Linked DNA regions of Neogale vison: region 1 is linked to region 2. Evidence: chromatin contacts called from public Hi-C data. All regions are on one chromosome and are shown on one strand. The core of a region is the stretch at or near the end of the contact, and the rest is flanking DNA. Distances in the headings are between cores, read along the strand shown. Region 1 holds the start of LOC122915146 (cytochrome P450 1B1). Region 2 has its middle 76 kb from the start of ATL2.

The links. Hi-C and Micro-C count contacts between places; a contact is called where the count stands out from the background.
Region 1: a Hi-C map of fibroblasts shows a contact between it and region 2, with 2.9 times the contacts expected there. The contact joins the promoter of LOC122915146 here to the enhancer-like site in region 2. A contact is called at or near these places in 2 of 3 Hi-C or Micro-C datasets (fibroblasts and muscle).

What each region holds. Positions count from the first base shown.
Region 1 is chr8:113,645,307-113,648,443 of ASM_NN_V1, reverse strand. It overlaps LOC122915146 (cytochrome P450 1B1), which reads right to left and starts at 1,883. Exons shown (of 3, transcript XM_044261726.1): 1 at 646-1,883; 2 at 1-358. The coding sequence starts at 264.
Region 2 is chr8:113,492,585-113,495,777 of ASM_NN_V1, reverse strand. No RefSeq gene overlaps it. Among named protein-coding and RNA genes, the nearest start is that of ATL2, 76 kb to the right of the region's middle. Within about 2 kb of position 1,612, the one cell type or tissue checked has open chromatin away from gene starts, as enhancers often do. A contact at or near this core is called in fibroblasts, where this site is marked.

The sequences.
Region 1 (3,137 bases), core at 634-3,133, 150 kb before region 2:
GCGGATCTGGAAGACGTCGCCGTAGCGCCGCGCCAGGCGCGCGAACGAGAGGTGCGGCGCCGGGCCCATCGCCGCCGCGTTTCCGATCAGCGGCCACGCGAACGGGCCCGGCGGCGCGGACCCCGGCTGTCGCCGCCGCTGCCTCAGCAGCCACTGGCCCACGTGCACCAAGGCCAGCACCGAAAGGAGCAGCAGGAGCGTGGTCTGCTGGGACGACAGCGCGCTCGGCTGCAGGCGAGCGTCGGGGCCGAGGCTGGTGGCCATGTCGGAGAGAGATGGACGGAGGCGTGGCGCTCAGGTGTGCGGAGGAAGGAGCCGGCGCCCCGCGCCCCTACCCCTGGCGTCTGGCTACGCTGCGCTGTTGGGAAGGCGCGTAGGTCAGCTCAGGGCGCGCGCACTGGTCAAGCAGCAGAGGACGCTTCTTCCCGGCCCAAACCCCTTCCCCTAAGAAGAAGGGGAAAAGCGTGTCTCCACCTCTCTGTGCCCCGAACTCTCCGTCCCCACCTCAACCCTCAGCGGCCTAACGGTCCCAGCAACTCGGGGACAACCCGGAGGGCATCAAGACCGAGGCGCTCCGTTCCCTCTCGGTGCCTACCACCCCGGCCCGGCAAGGTCGCGGGATAGCAGCTCCGCGGAGAGACTGACCTGCGAGGTGGCGCGGTTTCCTGCGGGCGCGGGATGCACGGCTCCGAAACAGGGCTGGGGCCTTTGTGGAGGGCAGGAGGTCTCCAGGAAATCGGAGACCTAGCCGGGACACCTGCTGCTCTGGGAGCTTGAGCACCCACTCAGTAGCCTCTAGGCGTCGTCCGAGCCAGGGGCGCTGGGACTGGGATGCGGACCGAGAAGGGTCCCTTCTTTGCCGATCGCCGCTATACCTGGGGCCTCGGCAAAGCGGGGTTTTCTCACAGAGTGCGGACTGAGACTGGGGGGTCAACGAATGCAGGCAATTCCCAGCCCTCAGGACCCCCGCGTGTCTCCGACAGCTGGTGTTGCAAAGGCGTGGCCCGTTTGCGCACAGTCACTCCAGAGTTGAAACGCGCCATCCCGCGCGACTTTTAAGGTCTGCATTGGGCGGGTGGCCCCGCGGGGCGGGGCGGGGCTTGAGGGGGGCGGGGCGCCGGGGAGGGTCCAGCGGCTCAGACCCCTAACCCGCGTAGCTGTGCTCCCGCGGTCACGCAAGGCGGCCGCAATTCTCCCGACGGCCTTGGCACAGTGACTGTCGGCTTTGCCAGAGCTGCGGTGTGAGCTTCTAGTCTGCCGGAAAACCACTCTTAATCAGTCCCTCCCCAGCGAAGCCGCAGTTTCCCGGAAGCGCGCTGGGAACAGAACCTGCCCGTCCCGCGGGGCTCTGGATGGGAACGCGCCCCCTCGGCCGGAGCGCGTGACTCCTCTTCCCTCTCGGTGACTGAGCTCCGTTCCCCGAGACAAACCCGTTCGGGATCCTTGGGCGCCCGGGCCGGGGGAGGGAACCTGTCGGTTTAGGAACGCGGACTGCCCGGGTTATGGTGGCGGCTTGCCTTTACAGCATATCCCCAGTTGTTTTAGTTTATTTTAACTTTCTTGCAAACAAATAGGCCCCTCGGATGAGGCCCTTTGGCGGGCAAAGTTCTCCTTCCACCTTGTGCAGAGAGATCAAGAACCCCGAAAGACGCCGCTCCCAGACCCCAGCGGTGCTGGGCACACAAAGACCAGCGCTGGCCGCGCGCAGCTGGTCGAGAGGCTTCCCGCTTCGCAGTCCCCCAAGGTGGCGCCTCCCCCAGACCCGCGCACTGTCGCGCTGGCCGCGTCCGAGACCCTCGGCACAGAGCCCGGAGCCAAGCTGGGGCGAACGGGGGGCTAGGAGCAGAGGGAAGGCGCTCTGAGGATCCCGGAGGGAGGGCGAGGGGGAGGAGGAGCAGGAGGCCGTTCTCCTCGCGCCTACCAATTTCATCGGGTTGAAGTTTCCTCTGCTGTCCCTCCCCCTTGCGTGCAGAGCAGACCTTTGCGTGCGCGGCTTCTGGAAAGTCTTGGGCTCCGGTCATATCCTTGGGCGCTTCTCACGGCACCTGACACGCCGAGGCGGCGGGGGCGGCAGCCCAGGGCGGGGTACCCGCCGCCACCGCCCTCCGCGGCGCACGCACTGCCGCACCCCGGGGGCCAGCGGGGAGGACGCCCTGACCACCCTATCGGGAGGCGGATCTGGGCGCTGTGAACTCGAGATGGGGACGCTTCCTTCCAAGGGGAAGCAGGAGGTGCTCCGTCCCCGGTAGCTTCCCCCGCTGGCTGCGCCCTCCCTTTACCAGCTGGTACAAAGCATTTTCAAGCCCCGGGGGAGAAAAGGGCTTCTCCGCAAGGTTGGGGAAAGGGCGAGCCCGGGGAAGGGTGAGATGTCTGGTAGTTGACCAGGGTGGAATTGTACCTCCGGGCCTCTGGGATCCTCAAGTGTCATAAAAGTTGGGGGTTTACCACGTGACAACTCTGCGCTTTGAGTATTATCCACGCTGGAAATCTCTATTGTTCTATTGCTTCTCAGTTTGCAGAGGTGGAAACTGGTGTTCGGAGAGGTTATGTGACTTAACCAAGATCACTCGCACTGCAATAATACAATTACAGACATAATCTTGGGGCGCCTGGCGGGCTCAGTCTGTTAAGCGTCAGACTCTTGATTTCGGCTGAGGTCATGATCTCGGGGTTGTAAGATTGAGCCCCGCGTGTCGCCTCCCCCCTGGGTGTGGAGACTGCCTAAAATTCTCTCTCTCTCCCTGTTCCCCTCCACCCCTTTTAAGTAACCCAAGTAACCCTTTTAAGTAAAAATTAAATCAACAACAACAACACTGTAATCTTAAATGATTCTTTTCAAGGAAGTGATTAAAATGCTTGATGGTTTTCTCCCCTTCCCACCTCTTAACCACCTCTCAAGAGGTGAAGCCAGAATTCGAACCCCCCTCAGTCTCATTCCAGATCCATCAGACAAGTTTATGTGGAAGGAAATCCTCAGGTGAGAAAAGCACAAATGCCATCTTTCCTGCCTGCTAAAATCATCATCATCATCATCATCATCATCAGCTGGAAGAATTTCTTTGAATACTTGTTTTTGTTTATGGAAGTGAGGACTGTGAGGTTCACAAAGAAGAAATAGTGTGGTTCCCTTTTGCAGT
Region 2 (3,193 bases), core at 363-2,862:
CGAAGGGCCGGCTGGACTGGCTTCCCCCTGGCTTATCTCAGCGGAAGCCTGCAGCGTCTGTCCCCGCAGGGCTGGAGGCCACTGGGAGAGCCCTGGGGGTAGCCTGTGGTGGGGGTGGGGGAGTTTCTGTTTCCCTGACCTATGCCCTTGACCTCTAAGGCCACCCACAACTACTTGAGCTGCAGAGCCCTTTCTTCCAAAGACCTTACCAGAAAGCCAGCGAGGACAGCCCACCCTTGTGCCCTCCGGTTTTCCTCCCACCAGGCCAAGGTGTTTGCATTTTAGTCTCCTCCTTCCGCTCCCTTCCACTCCGGACCAGCAGAGGTACCTGGCACCTCGGCGCCCAGCGTCAGGGAGCAAGCCAGCAGGCAGCCCACACTTGCCCAGGCAGGAATGGTGTTTATGGAAAGCGGGAGAAGACAGGCCCATGGACGGCGTGCGTTAGTCAGTCCTCGTCCCTGCCAGGGGTAGAAGCCCAGTGCAAACAAGCTTCATTAAAGGGGGCTTTACTGGAAGGCTCCTGGGGCATCCGCACAGGTATCCCGGTTCTCGGTGAGAGAACTGGGCCTCGCCGCCATAAGGACCCCTCCCTCTGTCTCTCCTTACCTCCACATGGCTTTTATTCTCTCCAGTGGACATACGTTTCCTCAGCGTGACTGAAAACACAGCCTCTGGAACCCAGGCTCGCAGCCTCCGGATTAAGATGCTGCCACCCTTAGCTCTTCTCGGAAAACCATCCTCAAAAGGGCCTCTGATTGGCCCAAATTCAGTCATGTGCCCAGCCCTGAACCAATCACCATAGCCGGAGGGATGGACGCATGCTTACTCGGTAGCCAAGAGCGGGGAATGCTGGGATTGACAACCGCTAGGAACCCCAGGAGGGGGCACCCGGAGAGGTTTGCCCTAGAAAGAGGGGCACCTGTTAGGTTAAGGATGGTGAACAGCATAGGTTCTTTTTTTTTCTTTTTTTCTTTTTTTTTTACATTTTTATGTTTTATTTACTTATTTATTTGACAGAGAGAGATCACAAGCAGGCCTAGAGGCAGGCAGAGAGAGAGGAAGGGAAGCAGGCTCCCTGCTGAGCAAAGAGCCTGACTCGGGACTCAATCCCAGGACCCTGGGATCAGGACCAGAGCAGAAGGCAGAGGCTTTAACCCACTGAACCACCCAGATGCCCCGAACAGCATAAGTTCTTAACATTTTGACAAAGACTTTCTTGGAAACAGTGCCTTAACCAAAAGAAATGTTCCGAATGAGTTCAACCTCAAGCAGTGGGCCCAAAAAATTAGAGATTGGGGCAAGCAGAGTCTTGCCGAGGCTCTCAGACCACCCACCGAAGGAGACTTCCACACCGGTCCCTACACAACCTGAGCTAAACCCAGGCATTAGCTGGGAGCATGTGTGTTGCTTTTCCTTTTAAATTTAATTCAACTTGAAAGGGCTCTTCATCTTATCTTGTGCAAGTGAGCAAGGGAGAGTGTGTTGGTTCAGTGGTGCAATAAATAACCTCTCATTATGAGAAATGTGATGCCTCAGTCCACTAAGCCATTTGGTAACCATAATCTGACATTACAGAAGCTTTTCTTGAGACCAGAGATATCTGAGCCACTTCCCTTTTCAAACAACCGCAGCTAATGGCTTTGCGTGCTATTAGTGGAATGAGTCCAAGCTATCTTTGATTTGTGGCCACTTGATTGGGTCCTGAAAGCAGAGGCTCAGCTCTGTGAGGACGGATAATTGCCTGGGAACACTGCAGAAAGATACAATTCCTGTGGAGTCAGAGGGACCACAAATTTAGAGAAACTTAACTCCCCTGGAAAGATGAAAACATTTGTAAAGTTTTCTCACTCCCATGCTGGCCCCTTCCTCACTCTGATAGCTCACTTCAGCCCTCTCTGCCTCTCCAATTTTCCTGACTCGGGGAATGTTTTCTTAGAAAGGAGGGGTTCTTCTTGGATCCTACTACACCAAGCCAGAAGGCTTTAGAAAATGAGCCAGCTGTCCAGTCTGGCGAAGGGGATCAAACCTCCATATCCTTAGGCAAAATGTTAGCCCTCAGGGTGCACCTAAGCCTCTGCCTATGAATTTCAAACTGACTCCAGCTGCTACAGGGCAGTTAGAGTGGGAGGACAACAGTGTGTGTGGCCACAAAGTAGAGCTTCTCTTACTAATAGGAAGAGAGACGCCATTTTGCACAGCAAACTTGCATGACTCCCCACATGTGTCTGGGCTCACTTGCACACCCAATTTAGAAGCCTTGGTGCTCTGTGTTCTAGAAGAAAATAACAATAAAGCTCAACACTGTGCTAAGCATGCTCCCCAGGTTGAAAGAAGGACTACCAATGGGACAGCATTTGAGCTGGAAACCCAGCTTCATTTGCAGAACCAAAACAACCAAAGGTTATCTTGTGCTTAGAAGGGACTTTTTCTTTTGAATAAACTTTTGATTTTGGAATAATCTTAGATTTACAGAAAAGTTACAAATATAGCACAAGAAGTTGCCACATACCTTTCACCCACTTTCCAATAATATTAACATCTTCCATTATGCTTCATTTCTCAAAATTAAGAAACTAATGTACCATCAACTGAACTCCAGACATTATTCAGATTTTCACCAATTTTTCCACTAATATTTCAAGATATCACATTGCATTTAGTCATCATGTGTCCCTAGCCTGCCTGATCTGTGACAGTTTTTCGGTCTTCTTTTCCTTGTTTATTAAGACCTTGAAATTTTTGAGGAACACTGGCCAGATGTTTCATAGAATTCACTCCATTTGGGTCGTCTGATACTGTCTCATGAGTAGAGTAAGGTTATGGGTTTTGAGGAAGACTACTCAGACGTGAAATGTCCAGGAAACAGATTACTCAGAAGTTACAACCTGAGCTTCTGTCAAACCAAATCATAGTTTGTTCTATCTGTATTTTTAAGAGATTGTGTGCCAATTTGGTGCTGACTTTTTTCAATTCAGATTTCTAGCTGTTCTTAAAACCTAGAAAGAGCTGATGACTGGGGGCTCCCACGGCATTCAGTGGGCACTGAGAAGCCATGACCCCTCCCATGGCATGTGTCCTTTTTGGGCCCTACCTGTCCCATGGTCTCCCCAGCTCTATGGCCCACTATCTGCTGCTGTTGGTTATCAAATCCACAGTGTTGATCTTCTACACCAAAGAGGTGCTTTCTATATTT